2 separate regions of the Gossypium hirsutum genome follow, and region 1 is linked to region 2. Evidence: chromatin contacts called from public Hi-C data. All regions are on one chromosome and are shown on one strand. Each heading gives the region's core, a stretch centred on a gene start, on an enhancer-like site or on the middle of the called end of the contact. The rest is flanking DNA. Distances are from core to core; before and after follow the strand shown.

Region 1 (3,517 bases), core at 981-3,480, 130 kb before region 2:
TAAAAGCATGATTCATTATAAGATTCTCGAATAAATACCTCTAGTAGATCATCAGCCTGGTTTGCTATATCGTTTAGATTTGCTCCAGGAAGATGAACTTTGGTGCCATTTTCACTTTTGAAAGCACCACCACCTGCAGCAACTCGGCGTAGTAGCTCATGTCTGCTTTCTTTCAGGGGTGTTCTACAGAGAAGTCCAATCACTTGAACCTTGGGAGCAAGGAAAAGCAAGAGAAAACGACTTAGCATCGAGATCATGCTATTATATAACTAACTTTACGCTGAAGTTGAATTAGATACAGCGGGGTTGGGCCTCAAGGAACTTCCTTACATGCGGGGGACATTTTTTTGTGAGATGTGCCAGCACGGTCTCCTTAATCACCTCAAGCAACGACTTTCGCTGTATTAAAAAAGAAAGTCCATTTTGAATTTATTCACATGAGAGAAAAGCATCAACTGATAAAGAGATCAAACAATGACCGACAACTAGCAAAAGAGGGGTAGCAATCTCAAACCATGTCAGACGTCAAACTGACAACTAAAACCCAGATACCATTTAAAGAAACACTGTTGGTTACTAGAAGCAGTCCTAAGCTGCTGTTACTTTCTAAGTCCTACATCAAGGAAAAGGACTAGAAAGAAGGGGGATGGCACCTTCAGCTAGTCTCAATTGATGCTATAAATCTCTGTAACAAGAGCCAAATAACCACAATGACAAGTATTATAAGTTGGCAACACCGCTAACACAATATTTTAATTGGTCTTGGATACAGACAAGATCAGGCAGATAGTAGAGCAGTACATGGAATACGCGATCAAGTTCAATTATTCTTCAAATCATGTTTGACAAACTCATGCTGAAATTCTTATTTTCAATAAACATTATAGTCATCTTACATCTTAAAATACACAATGAAAAGACATGAAAAAATATTTACAGTTCAAAAAACCAATTTTGGCATGTGATATAGCTTGCTCTTGGAGCCTGGTTAATTTATAACAAAGTCAAAAGTAAATAAAGCTTCATTTTTATACAGCATCCAAGTGAACAGCGAACAAATTCGAAACCTGAACTACTGCATCTAAAAGCTTACAACATCTATTTTGCAAAAGAGGTATTCTACACTTGAACCTTAAAAAATGTGACCAATGCACAATTAAAGTTGCTCTACCTTATCATCTTGGTCCTTTTCAGCAACTTGGATCATGTAATCTAGAGCCATCATGAACCCTGATTCCATTTCGTCAACCCTTTTCCCAATTACTCCTTGTGCAGCTAACTCAACTGCTACCTCCTCAGATGCCTCATCCATGTTCATATCTTCCAACTGAACCAACCATGCATATCAGATAGTCAAGACAGAGATGCAATTCGCTAATCACTACAGTCTTTGTGAAGATTGAAGAAGAGGGATTCAACTTTCTAAAGAATGATTCACAGAAAAGCCTGATCTGAAAATAAAAATTGGTTTATAATAGGATGCAAACAATACAAATATAAGTCACAGAGATGCTAGCTACTGCCTGGTACATAAAACAGGCAGCTAAAGTCCTAAGTCACAATTCAACTACTGTTGCAGCTTAATTGTGGGGTCTGTAGACATGTCTTGAAAGTTTTCATAAGCATATTAAAACTGCCAACTAGTGGTGTAAATTTGTGGGTATTAATGCCCTTAAAACCAGTATCCACCACAAATAAATTCAAGCATCCTTCAAAAGACAACCTCTTTAAAGGATAGCAGTAAGGAAAGAAGAATGGAGAGCTTACAAGGGTAATAATTTCTTCAAGAACAGAAATGACTTGGTCTCCTCCTTTGAGTAAAGCATCATACTGAGAAGAATCTAAGTTCTGACTGCCTTGAAGTTGCTGGGTCTGGGTTTTATAAGTTCGTTCAAGTTCTTCATCAGGATAGCCTCCACCAACTTCATAGCTGGAGGACACGCGGCAGAAGAATTGCTGCTTCGTTACCTTGAGTTGTTTTATTTGGCAATGGAAGTGGGGGGTAGAGAAGCTAAAGGGGACTGAGGTGGGGAAGAAGAGCGAAGGAAGATTTGGAGCGGAACAACTAGGGAAGGAGAAGAAGACACTGCTCTTCAACATTTTCTATCGTGGGGGGAAGGGGTTTGGGTTTTGGAGAAATACCAGAGGACAAAAAATAAAATAATACATATCCTAATTCAGGTTCTTATAAAAAGGTCAAATAAAATTATGAAAACAAAACGCCGTCTGTGGGAATCGAACCCACGACCACATGGTTAAAAGCCATGCGCTCTACCGGCTGAGCTAAGACGGCGTTGGGTTCTGAACGCATTTACACAAGTAACAGAAAGATAAATATGAATGTAAAGTCGTTTGGAAAGCGAAGAAACAAAAAGGGTCCATTGTTTTATAAGAACTCTCACTTTTTTCTTTTTTGTGTACAAGGGCAAAAAGTAAAGCACAAAAGCAGTACAATTAGTGCCATGGGATATTAGAACAACTAAGTATCGTTCTCTGTATAAGAAAGTCCATTGAGTGGTAACTTGTCTATATATGTAATCGGATATGCGTTTAAAGGGTGCAAATGTTTCCCATAAGTACTTTATCTTCCTATGCATCGTAGGCTGCCTAGCGATAATTGACATTTTGTGGGTAATTTGGAGAGATTCCAATTTCATCAGGAGGTGTTGTAAGAGGATAAATTTGTCGTGAAATTTGGAGTCCCTACGTAGGCACGTACTCATGATGGATGAGGTTGAAATTTCTGACCCTTCCAAGAAAGCTCATAGTTTGATTGACTAGAAAACATATGCCATCGTAGCATCTATTTCTATTCAATGAAGGTTCATCCTCAATGATTAGATAGTCTTTAGAAAGTCACCTAATAATTAGATTTGGTAGTAATTACTTATAATTATATTATAATTAGTAGGTTTTATTGAATTGGTTGTAATTGGAACACTTTAATTACACTCTTCAATTCTTAGAGAATTGTTGAGAATTGGGGTAATTAGGTAGGTAAATTATAAGCAAATATCATTACTTTATAATTTTTCAAATACACATGCATAATTTAAATTTAAGAAATTATTTTTATTTAAATTTTTGTAAAAAAAACATTTTATACTATAATAATATATTTTAATTTTAGAACATATATTTTATATTAAAATATAATTATATATCTATTATTGGATAAAAAAAGTTTTTCCATGAAACACGTCAAGCCAAATATTTCAATCAAATTTTGATCTAATAGCAAATTAAGTTTATGAAGACTATATTATAACATCTATATTATTTTTGTATGAAGACGTATATGAAAATTCTACAATAAAAGTTATAAAATCTTTATACACTTCATAAAATCCTTCTTATAAAGGCTATATACTCTTAGAGGACACATTGTTCATGGATTTAAAAGTGATGATGGTGCAAGTTTTTGGAGTAAATTTTCTCAAAATGATATGATAGATGATATATTGAATAGTGTTCATAAATTAGAAGACACAATTTTATATGATATGACGGAGTTTTC
Region 2 (3,486 bases), core at 682-3,181:
AGAATAAGCTAAGTAGATGCCTTCCTCTGCATGTACACATCATGAGTAAATGTTCATCAACAAGGTGCAAGCAACTAAGAAAAGTTTCCCTCCACTCTTACATTCCCCTAATGCTAGGCACACATTACCTCAGGCTCCTATATCTATTTGTTATTTGACATAGTTTTTGAGAACCAACAAAGGTTAACGTTCATTTATCACCATGGAAATAACCAAATACACACCAAAAGTTACAAACCAAATGCAGCAGGCTAATGATATTCAAAGTAACCCATGCAAAATGATAGGTTTCCAAATGGGAAAAAGGGAAGAGGGACGAGGTTATTGACTAGGCTGGGTTAAGATCAGTCTTTCTTCATCCAAGTCAAACCCAAAGCGGGCTTACCCTCTTACACAATTGGGTAAAAACAAATGCATTGTTTTGAAAAAGAACATAACAGCATAGAATCTAACATCTCTGATGGAAAGAAAAGAATAAAAACAGTACCATCTCCAGAATGGTAATGCGCCAGCTCTTGTGCTGTAGATGCTATTTTTCCAAGAACTTCATTCATCTAAATCACAGACACACAAAAAGAAGACCACTCCTTCGATGTTAAAGCAGATAAACAGTATCCTCCGAGAAGAAAGCAATGTAAATAAAAGGATAGCTTTTGATATTAAATTTTCATGTTAATCCTTTTATACTCGGTGCTGTGAAGCCATGTAATGCAGCATAAACAACTCAGAGAAATACCTTCCACCTCACTTTGATCAAATTTGAACATAATATGTTTCAAACATTTAAAGTAATGAGAGATTCCCTAGATTTACTTACCTGCAAGTTCCTTCCCGAGAGACTATCATCTATGGTTGTAAGGTGTCCATTAGCAGCAGATGTTGCTGCAACCCGTGCTCGTCTGCCTTGGATCAAAGCTGAAGCCTGACCTGTAAGCATGTCAAACTGAGACTGCAAATGCCTAAGTTGTTTCTGTAGCTCTAAAGCTTCAGCTTTATATGCTACAGTTGCATCCCTAAAGACAATTAAGAAATCCATCAGTATAACATGCACCATAATTAAAGAATTCTTTCGCTTCCTGGAGTACGCACATAGAATCCTCTCTAAAAAAGCTATATCAAGAATGATGCATTCAGGGTTGTCAGCTTAAGCTTGAGTTGTATTATGCTTAACCTCTTTAAATAACAGGGAAAAAAAAGGATGCTAAGGAAACAACAATAATGAGGCAATGTGAAGCATGTGTGCAGTGCAGAGAGAGAAAGTGAAAGAATACCTAATATCTTTTAATCCTTCTTCAGCTCCAAAAACCGCCTCCTGGTTGTCCCTCCTCGACGAGAAGGCCGAAATGCTATCATAAGCAAAGTCCAAGTCTTCCCCCTATTTCATTATAATAAACCGATATTAATGGCTAAGCCCGAAATTTGCAGAAAAAGAAGAGGAAATGAAGCAAAATTTACCTCCAACAGCTTCCCTTCTTGTACGATTTGCTCATACCTGCACAAATTGAAATTGATCCCGTCAATGATAACCTAAAAGGAGGTTTAATCTATCGATGCTTATTCCTAAAGAAAAAGGAGAAATAGAAAGGGAACTGACAGGGAGAGTTGGGAGAGGGAGAGGACATTGGAAGGGCGGAGGGAGGAGCAGATCCAGTCAAGGATGGGGCGGGTGTCGTCGTATTGGAAAGGCCATTCGAAGCTATCGGGGTCCAATTTCTCTGCCCCTTCGTATCCCAAATCCCCTAGTAATGTGCATAGTCTCGCCCCACTCATTTTCACTTCCTCTCTCACTCTCTCAGATCTTTATCTTCATTTCAAAAATGTTGTTAGTTTCAAACTTTCATTTTGTGAGAAACAGAGAGAAGGGTTGTTTTGGCGCCGGCCTCCCTGAAAATAATACATAAATTAAAATCCTATTAATAAAAATAAAATGAAAACCATTTTAGCCTGCAGGAAAGCATATTATTTTTTAATCTCCACTCGCATACTAATATTCAATATTTTATGAAACATATTATATTATTACTTTATAGAAATTTTAGAATAATTTTATAAGTGTTATAATTTTTAATAATTTAATTTTATCATTTCAATCAAACTTATATTTAATTTTTTAAAATTTATTGCATAATTATTAAACTTATATTTAATTTTATAACTGTATATTAGGTTGAATAATGTTGAATCTTACCAAAACCGTATTTGCGACTCTTGATATCTTAGGTAAGAATTCTTTGTCATGAGTATTAAAGGCCTAAGGAATACAATTTTAGAATATCAAAAGGCATCTAATCAAGATAACCAAAAAGCAAATGATTTTTATACCGCCTCCAAACATGTGAACGTTTAGAGTATAAATTGTGCAGATAAAAATATAAATATTTAAGTGCGGTATCTGCAAGCGTACATGTCAAATTATAATATAGATTTATGTTACAACAAAACATCATTAAATATTCCGAGGATTGTACGCAATGGATTGCATATTAGAGAAACTATTATTAAATTAATTATAGAAAATAATTACTAATCTAATCGAGTCACAAACTAGCAATGTGAATTTAAATTAATATTTTAATTAAACTAATTAAATTAATATACCTAAATTAACCTAATAGAATTTCCTATTCCTAGTGTTGACAATGCAAGCCTTTAGCCCAAGATCGATTAAATCTCTAATTATCTAATTAAATAATTAATTATCCTCGATTAAGTTATTTATCACCCTTAGCTAAGAATACCCTTCCAACCTCATATTCACTAAGGACTACCACCTAAGTTGCCATTCTAGTCTCTTCCTAGGCATACCAATACCCTATCGGTCTCACCGCTTGGCACAAGTTATACACGACAAGGTACTCTTCCAGTCTCACCTATCTAAATATTCTATTAGGAGGCGTCACTCCCTAATATACTAAGTACTCTTGAATAAATACCCAATTTCAGATCAATAATTACTTAACAGATAAATTAGTTTGTTAACCGAAACATGCAAGATATAAATAAAGTGCAAAAAATTATTCAAACATTCATACAAACGTTAATTGATCAGGTTAACAAAATATAAATAAAAGAAAGAGATAAGAGAATGCTTGTGAATATATATTGAAGCGTGGGCTCGAAGCAAACTCCGCTCGCAAATGTCTTCACTTCGGAATAGAGAAATTATGACTAAGCGAACATAAAAAAAAATACAAAGAAAACTGAATAGTAAAAACTGTCTGTCTAAGTCTGTACCCCCAATTTCGATGACCCTAAGGTTACTTATATAAGCTACAGGTTACTTGGTGCCTAGATACATTTAGATACTAATTAATACAAGATACTCTTAAAGTGCTAGGGTCTAAATATAGAAATATCCCAAGAGTGTTGTCCAAGGATTTAACTCATTTTTGCCTACCTTCGTCATGTCATCATGACATGGAAAGACTTATCGTCACGATGTGGCCACCATGAACTCATTCTGATAATCACCGCATCGTCATGACA

What was found. A called contact is a pair of places that touch in the nucleus more often than the background predicts.
Region 1: a contact with region 2 is called in a Hi-C map of fibers, with 1.9 times the contacts expected there. The contact joins the promoter of LOC107954656 here to the promoter of LOC107954653 in region 2. A contact is called at or near these places in 6 of 34 Hi-C or Micro-C datasets (callus, fibers, hypocotyl and 2 more).

The regions. Positions count from the first base shown.
Region 1 is chrD07:33,015,944-33,019,460 of Gossypium_hirsutum_v2.1, reverse strand. LOC107954656 (protein PEP-RELATED DEVELOPMENT ARRESTED 1, chloroplastic) reads right to left here and starts at 2,230. Exons shown (of 8, transcript XM_016890280.2): 1 at 1,768-2,230; 2 at 1,172-1,327; 3 at 331-399; 4 at 39-209. The coding sequence starts at 2,100. TRNAK-UUU (transfer RNA lysine (anticodon UUU)) reads right to left here and starts at 2,293; the gene lies at 2,221-2,293.
Region 2 is chrD07:32,885,713-32,889,198 of Gossypium_hirsutum_v2.1, reverse strand. It overlaps LOC107954653 (AUGMIN subunit 3), which reads right to left and starts at 1,931. Exons shown (of 18, transcript XM_016890274.2): 1 at 1,595-1,931; 2 at 1,456-1,492; 3 at 1,272-1,375; 4 at 818-1,013; 5 at 488-554; 6 at 1-26. The coding sequence starts at 1,770.